Linked DNA regions of Sus scrofa: region 1 is linked to region 2. A link is a contact called in public HiChIP or PLAC-seq data. All regions are on one chromosome and are shown on one strand. Each heading gives the region's core, a stretch centred on a gene start, on an enhancer-like site or on the middle of the called end of the contact. The rest is flanking DNA. Distances are from core to core; before and after follow the strand shown. Region 1 holds the start of TOB2 (protein Tob2). Region 2 overlaps DESI1 (desumoylating isopeptidase 1).

Region 1 (7,855 bases), core at 2,284-4,783, 140 kb before region 2:
CCAAAGGCAAGGCGGTGGCCCGTTGGAGGCGGAGGCTCAGACGGGCGGGGTAAAGTTGAAAGGCTTCCAGGATTTGTGCTGACTACACCACCCCGCCCACAGTCTCACACCATCTCCCTGAAACATGGACTGCGAAAGCCCAAGTATGGCTACAAGGCTTCTTGCTACAAAAAGGGCCCTCTCCAAGGCACTTCGGTTCCTCTAAAGCCAGGAAGACCAGACTGAGCCCCAACGTAGGAGAGGGCGGCGGCAAAGGCGCGCTCTGCGCTCTGGGAATTGCAGTCTTCAGACACTTAACACTCAGGTTGAAGCATATGACCTACTTTGTGGGCACACTACACTTCCCAGCGTACTTTGCGAAGACTCAGCCGGGAGCTACGCATGCCCGGTAAGGGGAGCTGGCGGAGGGTCGGAGAACCAGGAAAAGTTTCCGATGCACATGCGCGCTGTGGCAGAGGGCGCCCCTCCCCCACCCACCTCCTAATACATTTTATATAAATTCTACTCATCAGGCCTACTCCCCTTACGGTATCGCCCCACCAATATCCCTGTCTCGGCTTCTTGAGAAACTCAACTTTCCTTTCCTCCTCTTTCTTCATGGCTGCTGATTTAAGATCTGCTTCTAGTGAGTTTTTCCTGGGTGAAGGCGGTAAACTGGGATAGATAGCCTCACATTCCTCCCCCTCCCCAGCCCCAAACCCCGCCGCTTCATCTGTATTCTTTGGGCTGAGTGGTCTCCTTTTGGAGTTGCTGCAGGGACGGTGTATTCAAAGAAAAAAGAGCCTTTTCATTCACTGCCCAGCAGGCTCGGCTGCTGCACCCTCACAGCCAGGAAAGGCAGGAATTAAACCCAGTTCTCCCATCCTCTCAGCCGAAGAAACTCCCAGTTTTAAGCTACGGGGAGGCACTGGGCCGAAAATCAGGCCCTGATGCCAGCAGGGCCGAAGTCTTACCCCCCTTCTAATCCAAGTCCGAGTAACCAGACCTGGCAAGGTAATGGGAAAAGGTTCCCGGGCAGGGAAGGAAAAATTGTACATCTGATACCTGAACTACATCTTCTAATACTTAAAATTGTTTGTCAGACTCCTATTGCAAGGCCTTCTCTATGACCAGACTTACCAGATCCTCGCAAAGCTCCCCTGCTGGGTGTTAAACCTCCCTAATCCTTCCTCCCACACTAGCTTCTTTCCACCTCTGCTCAAGAGGGGGATGGGGGCAGGCACCCAAGAAAGCAATAGGGGTGTTTTCCTGCTGTTAAATCAAAGATGAGGGACCCACTCCCAGCGTAGTGTGGGTAGGAAAGATAAAAAATGGTTAAGATACTGAGCAGACGCCGCCTGGAACCCCGTTGGGCTAGCCCCTGAGTTGACGCCCGCTGTGTGGGGTTCTGGTTCCTCTAGGGGGTGGGAAAGGTCTGCCAGCTGCCCCTCCTCTCTGTGCTCCCTCCTTCCTCTCCCTTTCTGGTCAAGGGCACAGTCCATCTTCTGGACAAGAGGGGAAGGAGCGTAGGAATAGGGAGCTTTCTCCTAGGCACCTCACCAGGATCAACCAGAATCCACTCGTTGATACTGCTTAAGGGTACTTTTTTTTCTGCCCAGTTTTCCTTGAAAACATTAACGAGGATAAAAAGCTCAAGACGAAATGGTCAATTCAGGCTGGGCAGCCAGAGGACAGTCCTGACCGGTTCAAAAGGGGGGTGTTCACCCTCCATTCCTCAGGCTCCACAGGGCCAAAAATAAACCCTATTAATTATTACCACCCCATTCCTCGCACCGGAGAAAAGAAGGAGAAAAACAAGGCCTGGATCCTCTTCCTTCCTCTGATTTATTTAATAGTGGTGGGAGTTATTTTTCAGGGGGAACAAGGAAAATCTAGCGACTCCCTAGGCTATGAAGAACGGAGGGAGGCGGAGGAGGGAGGGAATGCACCCCACCCAGGAGGTGGCCGCACTTGGAACAGGGGGAGACAGGGACTCTGGGATACCCCAGGATGAGAGCGACGTGAAAGGAAAGAGTAGCACAGGGCAAGGGGGGGTTCCAGAGGGAGGTGGGAAGAGAAAGGAAAATGTTGATCAGGTGTAAGGGGGGGTGCGACCGCAACGTGGAGTGTCCAGCAAAAAGAGCTGGAGTGGGGCGAGGGTGGGGAAAGGCATCCGGCCTATTGGGTCTGGGGCCCCCCCCGCCCGCAAGGTTCCTACTCACTCACTCGGGTCTCCGCGGTGGCGGGGCGGTGTGCCGGCCGCGGGGCGGCTTCTCCCTCCAGGGTGGTCCTGAGCGCGGGGCGGAGGTCACTCTCCCTTCTCTCCCGGGCGCCGCCCGGCCGGGGGCCAAGGTGTCTTTTTCTTCGTTGAGGGTTGGGGGACGATTGAGGGGGCTTATGGGTTATGATTCTCAATAATTCTTTCTGCTTTTTGGAGGTCGGGCTCGGCGGCTAGGGACGGAGGGCGGGCGGGCCGGCCGGCGGCGACGAACCGCGGATGGCGGACTCGAGGGTGGTTCGTGTCGCGGGGCGGAGTACGGTCTGGGCTGTGGCCGGCGAATTGGTCTTGCCCTTCTGGCCTCGCGTTTCCCAAGCCACTCGCTCCCCCCCACCAAGAACCCGCTCCTTCCCGCGCCCCGGCCCGAAGTGAGCAAAGTCAATGAAAAGTTTCACCCTTAGCAACCCTGCGCACGGATCCGCCTTCCCCACCCCTGCGTGATGCGTCCCTCCGCCCTGCAGGGGCGGGGCCGGGCGCTGGGCCGGGACTACTTCCCAGCCAGCAGGCAGCTTAACCCCTGGAGGCGCGCGGCTCCCTGCTCCGCGTGGAACCCGGGGGCCCTTGGCCACCGCCCTAGTCCTACGCGTGGGTGGCCGGTCACCCTCCTCACTCAGATCCTGGCTCAAATATCAGCAAGGCTGCCTCTGACCGCCCTGTGTAACGCGGGCCGCCTCCCCTTCCCATCACGACGCCGGCATCGTAGTTATTTTCTTCATGCCCAAACTGCTCAAATTGTCCTCATCGTGTAAAGTGTTTCCCTATGCAGACAGCAAGCTTGCGAGGGTAGGGTCCCGGTTTGGGACCCAGCTGCTCACTTTAGGTGTGCTGGATGAATGGGTGTCCAAAAGAAGGGGACGTCCCCGCTGTGTCTTCAGCCCTGCACCTGCCCTGGCGCCGAGGGTTCGTATGCTTTCCCGAACCATCGCGCAGGCCACCTCGGCGAATCCCTTCAGCTCGGCGCATCTGACAGTCCGACTTTTCCCGCAGCACTCGCACCACACCAGTAAAATCTCTTCGCGGGTGGGGAGCTCAGGGGACTACTGGAGTTCTGGACAGATTTTGGACCTTTATCAACTCCAGTTGTCCCGAATCTTCCAAGAGCCTCGTGCCTCATTTGGGGACGACGCCTAACGTCGAGGGGAGTGCGAGGGAGAAACCGGGGCTTGGGCACGCAAAACGGGAGTAAGAAGGGGCGAGGAGGATGGGGGCGCAGGAAAAAGAGCCAAGCGATACATTAACCTTCCACTCGCGGCCTCTGGCGCGGGTTAACCTCACCGCAGGGACCCGGCCAGCGCTCTCTGCGCAGACGCGCGAGCGCGTCCTCCGCCTGCTGCAGGCGGAGCTCCGGCGTCAGAGGACGCCCCTTTTGGTTCTTCCCAGTCGTCGAACCCCCCCCAAAAAAGGGGTTACTGGAGCCTCATCCTTCAGCAACAGCCTTCGCCGGCATCCTAGGGCGCCTGTTTATGCCAGATGCCCCAGGCTTGCGCACCAGACGGTCCCTTGATTCAGACTCGCACTTACATCCCTTGCCCCTGCTATGGCCAAGGGGGTCACTCGGCTACTTTGTCACTGTGAGGGGCGCGGAGTTGGGGGTGGGGAGGCCTGTGCCGAGTGAGGTCACAGGCACGGTAGACTGCCAGGTGAAGCCCAGGGCCACTGGGAGCTTTCGCCTTAAGTCTTATTCCCATCCCTTCTTTAATCGCCCATTCCCTAACTCTCTCTCACACTTTATTCTCATTCTAGATGGTTCCGGCCCAACGGCAGTCGCCGAACCCACGTGGGGTGGCGAGATCCAAAAGTTTCCAGACACGGTTTGCAGTTTTTTTTTCCTTGATCACTTTTTTTGGCAAGGACAGGCGGCAATGGTAGCGTAGGGGTTTAATGCGCTTCTCCTGACTGCAGCGGAGAAACGCTGGACTGGAGGGCAAACTCCAAGGGGACAAGAAGGGGGAGGGAGCCTGGGCCGGAGCGTCCCCATCCCCCACACCCCGAGCGCTTTATCCCCTGGGGCACCTCCAGGGACTACTTGCTTGTGCGTCAGCAAGTGGCAGAGCGTCACTTACACGCCCCCACCGCCTTGCCCGACTCCATCCCTCCCCTTTTTTTCCTCCTCCCCCACCTCCCTCTCCTCCCTTCCCCTCTCCTCTCCTCGCGAGTCGCAACCCAGCGAGATCTGGCTCGCCGCTCCCTGGTGCTGAAGCGCTAAAAATATAACCAGTATGTTAGCAACAGCCTTCCCATTGGTCGGAAACAGGGAGCGGCGACATCTGATTGGATGTTCGATCCAACCTTTTAGGACTGGGAGGCGGGGGCGTGGAGCCATGGAGGTCTTGGGGGGGAGTGCGTTTGCGCATTGGGGCGCTGCAAGGGATACTGGTATTTGTAGTTATTTACTAGAGGCAGCCTTAGAAGTAGGTGGGTTTGAATCCCAATTCTGCCACCAACCGGGTTATCTTGATTGAAAGGCACAAATTCTCTTTATACCGTCAGACCTGTCCTCTCGTCCTTAAAATGGAGATCGAGATCCTGTGGGGATTAGATATGATACTGTATGTAAAGCTTGGCTCAAATAGTTGCTGTTCTTAATTTAAAGGTCACCGTTCTGGCCAGCTTGCATCCTTCCCGTACTGTGCTCTTCAGTGTGTATACCCCAAAAGGAAACCTTACAAGACAGCATGAGAAAGTTGAGGGTGTATCACACGGGAAGGAGGGATGGAGTCCATATAAGCAGATAAAAGTGTAGAGTCTCCTTCCATCAAGTGCAGGCTGAGGGAAGGCAGACTGAATCCCTGGAAGGAAGGCGTTGAATTTTTGCCCGTTCCTGCATTTATCTCCCCTGCAGTGCTGGAAACACACCAACGTTGAGCAAAGAAACCCAAACTGAGAAATCCAGCCTTTTTGGCAAAGAAGAGCTCTGGGTAAAGGGTTAGTATATAAGTAGGAAAAAAATAAAGTAGAGGGGAAGAAGACAATCACCATTCTTAATTGCTGCTGTCTCCATTTACCATGTGGTAAGAAGGACATTTTTCTCTCCCCCGTCGTATGAGTTCATCTTGCCAGGGCTTAATTGTGAGCTGAATTCCTACTCAGGCATTCCCGGGTCCTCTCCCACTTTGAATAATCATACGTTGAAAAGCACACACCTTGTTTTCAAAACGGTGAGCTTCAAAAGGAAGCATGTGCATGGAGAGGGTGGAGGCAACTCCCCTGTCTGAGAGTAAGCAAGTTATGCCAGATGTTTTGTTGTGACAAGTCAGGCTGGTCATAATTAGCCCCAATTAACTCTCAGGGGGGTGAGTCACTCCTTCATACACACATAGTGTGAGAGATTTTGTAGTTTCTTTTCAGTTATCCGAGAAAATACTCAGTTTGATTCTTCAGATCCACTGCTCCAACTGGGCAGGAGCAAAGACAGCCACAACAGAAATTGGCTTTGGAGAAAAGTGATTGGAGGGATGCTGAGGGCAAATAATTTGCTATTTATTGACCTGATATGGGTGAACTCTTATAAAAGAGACAAGTGAACAAACCTGTCTTTAGCTAAAGCACTGAAACTACAGTGTGCAAAGAAAGCATTGGTTTAGCCTTGATGGTGGCAGACAGGCCACTTGTTGATAAGGAATTGATTAACTGGGAAAAGATGGGAACTGGAGTCTTTTTCTTTTTTTTTTAGGCAGGAAAATTCCAACCAAGGCAAAGAATCTTTCACCTTTATGTCCTTTGTTCAAACTGTTAAAAAGTTACAGGTCAGAATATAGTGACATAGAATCTCTTGGAAATTTACTCATTTCAACTTGACTTCCTGGGAAGTTAATTTTCCTAATTTAGAAGCTGCTGAATGGCAGGCCAAGGTCCATATCTGGTGGCATATACTGACACTGTCAAAAAATTTTTTTTGGCCACACTCAAGGCATGCAGGGATCAAACCGACACCATAGCTGTAACCAGGGCCACACCGTGACAATGCTGGATCCTTAACCTAGTGAACCACGAGGGAACACCAACACATTAAAATTTAAAGAAGGAATTGACATTTAAAAATTGGGAGATTGTGTGGAGTTCCCATCATGGCGCAGTGGAAACGAATCCAACTAGGAATCATGAGGTTGCGGGGTTTGATCCCTGGCCTCGCTCAGTGGGTTAGGGATCTGGTGATTCATTTCGGTGAGCTGTGGTGTAGGTTGTAGATGTGGCTTGGATCTGGCGTTGCTGTGGCTCTGGTGTAGGCTGGCAGCTATAGCTCCAATTAGACCCCTGGCCTAGGAATCTCCATTTTTAAGGCAGGTGTGGCCCTAAAAAGACAAAAAGATAAAAAATAAAAATTGGAAGATTGTGCAAAAATATCTTAATTTGCCACTTGTCCTAAATTTAAAAGATCTGGTGGAATTCCACTATGGCTCTGCGGTAATGAACCTGACTACTATCCATGAGGATGTGGGTTCAATCCCTGGCCCTGCTCAGTGGGTTAAGGATCAGGTGTTGTGGTGAGCTGTGGTGTAGGTTGCAGACAAGGCTTGGATCTGGAATCTGGTATTCATGGGGCTGTGGTGTAGAGCCAGTGGCTACAGCTCTTTTTGGACCCCTCCCTTGGCCAGGGAACTTCCATATGCTGCAGGTATGGCCCTAAAAAGACCCTCCCCCCTCAAAAAAATCTGCTAACACTGGGCATTCAAGCTGGCAATTATCTGGAGTTGAATAGCAGCTGGTTACCTTTGCATTCTGTTTCCCTGGTCCCTACCACTCTGTATGGTCCCCCAGACGCTGAGGTCGAGGGCCACATACGAATTATCATCATGTTTGGGCTATTCTTACACCTCTCCCTTTTAATCACTTACATTAATTACCCAGACTCTTGAATTTGCAGCCCCCTTTTCTCTTCAGTGTAGTGTGGGTGTGTTTGTTTTTGGCCATGCTTGTGCCAGGCAGAAGTTCCTGGGTTAGGGATTGAACCCATACCATAGCAGCGACCTGGGCCAGTGCAGTGATAGCACCAGATCCTTAACTCACGAAGCCACACGGGAACTCCTATAGTAAGTGTTTTGAGTGGCTGCAGTGGAGGGAGAGGTAAAAGGACTCAATAATTTTTTTTTTTTTTTCTTAGGGTGGCACCTAAGGAAGTTCCCTGGCTAGGGGTTGAATGGGAGCTGCAGTTGCTGGCCTACACCCAACCACAGCAACATGGGATCTGAGCTGAGTATGAGACCTATACTACAGCTTTGGGCAACGCCAGATCCTTAACCCACTGAGTGAGGCCAGGTACAGAACCTGCATCCTCATGGATACTAGTTAGGTTTGTTATAGATGAGCCACAATGGGGACTCAAAGTGATATTTTCCCCAACAGAGAATTTGGTACTGTCATTACTGGGGTTTTCTGGCTGTGCTTTCAGCATGCAGAAGTTCCCAGGTCAAGGACTGAACCCCGCCACAGCAGTGTTCTGAGCCACAGCAGTTATATCACTGGATCCGTAACCTACTGAGTCACCAAGGAACTCTGGTACTATCATTATTCCAATTTTTTTTTTTTTTTTGTCTTTTTAGGGTTGCACCCATGGCATATGGAAGTTTCCAGGCTAAGGATCAGGTCGGAGCTACAGCT
Region 2 (7,184 bases), core at 3,098-5,597:
TGTCAATTTTCTACTGTACAGCAAAGTGACCCAGTCACACATACATATACACATTCTTTTTCTCAATTATCACGCTCCACTGTAAGTGACTAGATGTAGTTCCCAGTGCTATACTGCAGGATAAAGTTTCGTCATTTAAGAGAAAACCTGCTCAAGTGTATATTTCATCCCAACCTCTCTACAAACCCTGTTTTTGATTTTCAGGACAAAATACCTGGTTGAGAGCAGCCTGCCCTGAAACAGCAGCAGGTGATTTTATTTTTTTAATTTTTATTTTATCATTATTATTATTTTTTGTCTTTTTGCCATTTCTAGGGTTGCTCCCGTGGCATATGGAGGTTTCCAGGCTAGGGGTCGAATCAGAGCTGTAGCTGCCAGTCTACAACAGAACCACAGCAACGCAGGATCCAAGCCTCGTCTGCAAACTACACCACAGCTCACGGCAACGCTGGATCCTTAACCCAGTGAGCAAGGGCAGGGAGTGAACCCGCAACCTCATGGTTCCTAGTTGGATTCGCTAACCACTGAGCCACGACGGGAACTCCAGCAGCAGCTGGATTTTAATTGGAAGGAATAAAGAGCTCTTCCTGTCCTCAAAGTTTCAGCGGTAGGTACACTGGGATGGAACGGCAGCCTTGGACAATGCTGAGCTTTTTTTTGTGGCATGGTAAGTGCTCTCCCTTCATCTGTATTCAGCAAATACTGGGCTATTCCTTGTGCTGCATGCTCTGGGGGAAAGGACCTGGTGGCTGCCCTCAGGGGCTGATTATCTCGTGGGGGACCCAGCTGACCACCACCCGTCTCCACTCACCGGAACAGAGACTCCCCCAGGGAGGATAGGTACTCCAGAAAGATTTCTTCTGTGACTTCTGTGCTCCCCACATCAACCACAGAGTCTGGGGGCCCAAGCAATGTCCCTCCCTAAAAAAGCCAACCCAAAGAAAGTCATTAAATCACTCACTCCACTGAATTTTTATTTATTTTTTGTCTTTTTAGGGCTGCACCTGTGGCATATGGAAGCTCCCAGGCTAGGGGTCGAGTCGGAGCTGTAGCCACTGGCCTACGCCACAGCTCACAGCAAACTCCTGATCCTTAACCTACTGAGCGAGGTCAGGGATCAAACCCGTGTCCTCATGGATACTAGTTGGGTTTGTTACTGCTGAACCATAATGGCAACTCCCTCCACTGAATTTTTAATGTGGCTTCCCATGGAAGACCACAAATGTTCTATTTCAACGACTTTCAACACTCAGAACATCCAGGGCAGATGAAGAGTTATTTCCCATTTGTGTCAAGGCTACACTGGCTTAGAGCTTCCTGACAATTCTCCACTGCTATGTGTTGGCGACGTGCTAAGAAATCAGGCTTCTTGTTTCAGGTGGGTCCTGAGTCTCTTGCAGGTAAGACCCCTGACACTATTGTTGTCAGGGACTCATTCAGTTGATAAAAAGAATGAAACCTAGAATCTGAAGTCTCCCTTTGTCCCCAGCATGCCTGCTCAGAATAGGACAACCAAAAGTGGCTCACATCTGACAGGCTGTCTTTCCATGCCTATGGTCACAGTATATGCAGCCAATTTTTCTTGTGGCACACCTGACATCCCTGTAACACTGGGAAAATGTGAAGAACTGTGAGAAAGCTGGCAGATCGGCAAATATTTCCACCGTTCAGTTCCCTTTGGATCTGTGAGGCTAATCTAATGTGGTGATAGGGAGTTAATGGCCCCTCAATACAGAATACCCTCAGCCATGGGTTAACAGCTGCCACAGCAGACTAGAGGAGAGACAGGCCGTGGGGGAAACTGGCCAAGGGGAAAGCAACAGGATCACTGGGGAGGAGAGCTGGGATGGGCTGGGGAGTAAAGGACAGCACTGCAGAACAGAGCTCCCCCAAAAGATCATACATTCACCAATAGCTACTGAGCACCTGCCCAGTGCCTGCCATTGTTCTAGGCACTGGGAGAGGCATGGTGAGCAGGATGACGATTGTAGTCAGAGAACAATAATCTCAGGGCTAAAAGCGACTAAAGGGTTACAATCTGACACTCTATTATTCACTCATATAGCAAACACGTATTGATAACTTGCTTTGTGCCAGGCCTTATGCTAGGCACTGGGGGTTTGATGTGGACAAAAAGACAAGATTCTTGCCCTCATAGAGCTTATAGTCTAGCAGGGAAGGCAAACAAACAAACAAACAATCCCATCAACCAATGTACAACCATGACCTGCAATAAGAGTCTTGCTGGAAAAAGAAGAGTACATAAGTCAGGGGACCTTCCCAGTGCGAAGGTCAGAGAAGACTTGCCTGAGAAAGGGACAGTGAGCTCATCTGAAGGATGGAGTGGCATAACCAGGTGAAGGATCAGGGAGGCTGAAGTCAGAGGACAGGTTTAAATGTCCAAAGTGTGTTCAAGGAAAGAGAAGAGAGGGGGTGGGGAAAGGTGCAACCTGCACAGAGGCCATCCAGAGACTGAGCCCTGATCAGATGGGGCCTTGACGGCTATGCTGAGCTTTCTGGGTTTTACTCCAAGAGCAATGGGGAGAGTTGCGACTTAGGCAGGGGAATACCATGATCAGATGTTTATCTTGAAAAGGTCATTTTGCCTTCCGTATGGAGAACGGGCTAAGAAGGAAGAAGAAAGGCTGCACTGCTGTAGTCCAGGCTAGAAATGAGGGTGGCCTGGATTAAGGTGAAAGCTCTGGAGAAATGGGAAGAGATGAAGAGAGACAGACTGGTTTAAGATACACTTACAAGGAAGAACCGACTGGGTGTACTGAAGGCCTTCTCGTAAGAGGTGGGTGCCAGTGGGAGGAAGACATACAAAGTGGCTTCCCATTTATGAGTGTAAGAGTGAATGGCTGCCTCGCTTTTGCTTGAGTACCTCCTGTGACACCCCTTAGACAGCTCGGACAGAAATTTTCCGGAAAAGGGCACGGGCTTTAGAGTCAGGGAGACCTGGGTTTAGAACTGGTGCTGTAACTGGCTGCACAGCCCTGGGCAACTCACTTTACCTCTCAGCCCTCATCGTTCAGCTTCACACTGAGTTTGTACTACGAATGGGGCACTGAGCTGATGACGGTGGAGGGGAGTGGGACAGTCTCAGCTTAGAAGGAGCTTATACATGGCTCCCTGTGGGGACTCAGTGACAGCTCATTTCACCAGTAACATGGTCAGTGTGACACAGAGGGACCACAGTGCTGTGGAAGCAGAGAGGAGGGCAACTGGCTAGGAGATCTGGGAAGGCTACTGAGCTTATGGTCATCATGAGGAACTATATACACTGTGCTAGAAGCCAGAGCTACAGAGCAGCAGCAAAGTTCCTGGTCTGTGGGAACCCCCGGGACCCAGAGACTGCGGGACAGGGTGGGGAAGGCACTCACCGGTGGACAGCTGGAGATACCACCACTGCCGAAGAAGAACTCATCCTTGTGTACAACTATGGAGGTGTGCCTAAAACGCAGAGAAGAGGCGGAGAGATGAAAACCGGTCTGAGAGACAGCAAACAGGACACTGCAATGAGAGTAATCTCTGCTTAAGGGATACAACTTACAAAGTCAACAGCTTCGTAACACTAACCCAACTGGAGTTCCCATCCTGGCTCAGTGATTAACGAACCCAACTAGTATCCACGAGGACACGGGTTCGATCCCTGGCCTTGCTCAGTGGATTAAGGATCCAGTGTTGCCATGAGCTGTGGTGTAGGTCACAGATGAGGCTCGGACCCCATGCTGCTGTGGCTGTGCTGCAGGCTGGCACATACAGCTCTGATTTGACCCCTAGCCTTGGGAACCTCCATGTGCCTCAGGTGCAGCCCTAAAAAAAGACAAAAAAAAAAAAAAAGTAAAACTAACCAAACAAAGGTAAGATAAATACCATAGATCGGGGTTTCTCAACTTTGGCACTTGTTAGTTACATTATCCATCTACATATTCTTTTTCAGGTTCTTTCCCCTTATAGGTTATTAAGAAATACTGAGTGTAGGAGTTCCCATTGTGGCTCAGTGGGACTAACATAGTCTCCATGAGGATGCAGGTTCAGTCCCTGGCCTTGCTCAGTGGGTTAAGTATCTGGTGTTTCTGCAACGTGGCTTGGATCCAGTGTTGCTGTTGCTGTGCCGTAGGCCTCAGCCACAGCTCTAATTCTACCCCCAACCTCAGAACCTCCATAAGCCCCAGGCACAGCTGTAAAAAGGAAAAAAACCCTAAGAGTAACTTTGGCACCACTGACATTTGGGGCTGGATAATCCTTGTTGTGGGGGCCGTCCTGTGCCTTCTAGGGTGTTCAGCAGCAACGTGGCCTTTAGCCACTAGATGGCACTACCATATCCCCGTCCCCTTCCTCCCTGCCAGCTGTGACAACCAAACACGTGGCTAGACAAAGGTCTTCTGTGGGCAGAATTGTCCCCTGTGGAGAACCACTGGGGCAGATCACGTGAGCAGAAGGAAGTCCTTAGACATTCACACCAATACTAATTATCAATTACCGAAATAAAATTCTGCAGGCTTTTTTTTTTTTTTTTTTTTGTCTTTTTGTCTTTTTTGTTGTTGTTGTTGCTATTTCTTGGGCTGCTCCCGCGGCATATGGAGGTTCCCAGGCCAGGGGTTGAATCGGAGCTGTAGCCACCAGCCTACGCCAGAGCCACAGCAACGCGGGATCCGAGCCGCGTCTGCAATCTACACCACAGCTCACGGCAACGCCGGATCGTTAACCCACTGAGCAAGGGCAGGGCCCGAACCCGCAACCTCATGGTTCCTAGTTGGATTCGTTAACCACTGCACCACGACGGGAACTCCATTTTTTTTTTTTTTTTTTTTGCAGGCTTTTTAAACTAACAGGAGCAGTTAACCTGGACCATGTTGAGAGAAGAACCAGATGATGTTAAGTGTGGACCTATTTCAGGTGAAGGTGCTCATGGTACTTCTTGCTTCAAGTCAAACAAAGCAAAGGGTCATTCTGGTAAACCAAAACGTCGCAGGCTCTGGGAGTCCAGACAGAACACTGACCTACAGTTCCCTCCAAAATGGAGCTGAGAGCCCAGCCACCGTCACGTGTTTGACAGGGATGGGTCTGGAGACCAGAGCAGGCATGTTTGGAGACACAGGTGAGGTCCTCAGGACTTGCAGTTAGAAAGCTTGATCAGGAGGGGGCAGGACACCATTCTGCTTTTCTTTAGGACAGGGTTTCTCAGCCTCAGCACCACTAACATTTTTGGCTGGGTAACTCTTTGTTGTGAAGGGATGTCCTGTCTATTGTAGGATGTTTATAGCAGCATCCATGACCTCCACCCATCCAGCCCAAATGACTCTAGACACTCATAACTCCTGGTTAAGAGCCACTGCTTTAGAACTTGAAGATTTGTGGCTTCAAACCGGAAGCCACAGATTGGAACCTGAAATGCATGTTGTTTGGTTTTATAAACCAGTCAATGTAGGGAGCCCCACCCAACTTACCAGATGCCTTCCAGTTGTTTCCCTGTGGAGAAAAAAAGAGATTTAGTCACTTGGGACTAGACTAAATGGCTTCCCAGCCAGAGTAATTTAGAACCCCAATCAAATTCATGGTAACACACTATAAACCTCCTGGGGTTCTTTCTAGGAATGCAATTCTCCAATAAGATCCTTAGGTTGTGTTGTATTAAGTAAGTTTAAAAATAATCAGAATCCTGGGAGTTCCCGTCATGGCGCAGTGGTTAACGAATCCGACTAGGAACCATGAGGTTGCGGGTTCACTCCCTGCCCTTGCTCAGTGGGTTAACGATCCGGCGTTGCCGAGAGCTGTGGTGTAGGTTGCAGACGCGGCTCGGATCCCGTGTTGCTGTGGCTCTGGTGTAGGCCGGTGGCTGCAGCTCCGATTAGACCCCTAGCCTGGGAACCTCCATATGCCGCGGGAGCGGCCCAAGAAATAGCAAAAAGACAAAAAAAAAAAAAAAAAAACAACAACACAAACAAAAAAATCAGAATCCTTAGGCAGAATGCAAGATGGAAACACTAATATAGATGTAACCAATTTATGTCTGCTTTTCTTTCCCCTTTAGGGTCAATTCAACTTTGCCTTTTTAATTTCTTTGTCTCATCTATAGAGACCAAGTAAAACAACACTACGGAAAAGCTATTATCCACTTCTTTTTGTTTGTTTTTAGGGCTGCACCTGAGGCACATGGACATTCCCGGGCTAGGGGTTGAATCAGAGCTGCAGCTGCTGGCTTATGCCACTTCCACAGCAACACCAGATCCGAGTCACATCTGCAACCTATGCGGCAGCTCATGGCAACACCAGATCCTTAGCCCACTGAGCAGGGCCAGGGAATAAACCCGAATCTTTACGGATACTAGTTGGGTTCTTAATCCGTTGACTCATAGCGGGAATTCCAATTATCCACTTCTTCATTAAGCATACGTGAAATGAAATTCTTTAGAAATAAGAGAGCAAACTTTGCAAAAGCCATCCATCTGAATAGTCAATGCATATGTATACTATACCTCGACATGTTGGAAATGACGTGAGGTATGGAAATGCAGATACGAACAGATTACTGCCTTGCTTTTAAGGAATCCAAAGTCAAGTGGAAAAAGAAACACACACACATAACTAACTAAAACACAATGTTGATAGGCTCTACAATAATGGTAAAAATAATACAGAACTACCTTCATGGAATTCTCTTGTGGCTCAGCGATAGGGATCTGGTGTTGTCACTGCAGTGGGCCAGGTCACTGCTGTGGCATGGGTTTGATCCCTGGCCTGGGAACTTCCACAGGGGTGGAGGGAGAGAACTATCTTCAGGAGCTGTAATTCAACCAGTGAACAAAAAAACAGAAGCATGGATGGACATTTCTGCCAGAGGGAATAGTATGTACAAAAGCCCAGTTGTGAAAAAGTCTAAGGTCTTGCAGGGTAAAGCAAAGGGTGCAGTAACAATAAGAGGGCAAGTGGCAGGCAGGGTATGAGCAAAGCAAAGGAAACCTGGACTGGAGGCTGTCCTGTAATGTGGGGTGTTGAAGGTTGTTAGGCAGTAGAGTGCCTTGATCAGATCCATGTTTTTATTTTATTTATTTATTTATTTAGTCTTTTTGCTTTTTCTAGGGCTGCTTCCGCGGCATATGGCGATTCCCAGGCTAGGGGTCTAATAGGAGCTGTAGCCACTGGCCTACGCCAGAGCCACAGCAATGCAGGGTCCGAGC

Evidence for each region. HiChIP or PLAC-seq counts read pairs in DNA pulled down with a chosen protein or histone mark.
Region 1: an H3K27ac HiChIP or PLAC-seq map of alveolar macrophages shows a contact between it and region 2. The contact joins the promoter of TOB2 here to the enhancer-like site in region 2. A contact is called at or near these places in 4 of 5 promoter capture datasets (fetal liver, fetal skeletal muscle, liver and 1 more), 7 of 47 Hi-C or Micro-C datasets (alveolar macrophages, embryonic fibroblasts, fetal heart ventricle and 4 more) and 2 of 2 datasets of contacts at active chromatin or transcription factors (alveolar macrophages and skeletal muscle).

Annotation. Positions count from the first base shown.
Region 1 is chr5:7,082,075-7,089,929 of Sscrofa11.1, reverse strand. It overlaps TOB2 (protein Tob2), which reads right to left and starts at 3,533. Exons shown (of 2, transcript XM_021091455.1): 1 at 2,202-3,533. LOC110260629 (a long non-coding RNA gene) reads left to right here. Exons shown (of 7, transcript XR_002343880.1): 6 at 103-388; 7 at 4,001-5,229.
Region 2 is chr5:6,941,409-6,948,592 of Sscrofa11.1, reverse strand. DESI1 (desumoylating isopeptidase 1) reads right to left here. Exons shown (of 6, transcript NM_001243397.1): 2 at 5,454-5,475; 3 at 3,384-3,453; 4 at 812-921. Among named protein-coding and RNA genes, the nearest start is that of DESI1, 16 kb to the right of the region's middle. Within about 2 kb of position 4,347, at least 3 of the 83 cell types and tissues checked have an H3K27ac peak or open chromatin away from gene starts, as enhancers often do. A contact at or near this core is called in alveolar macrophages, where this site is marked.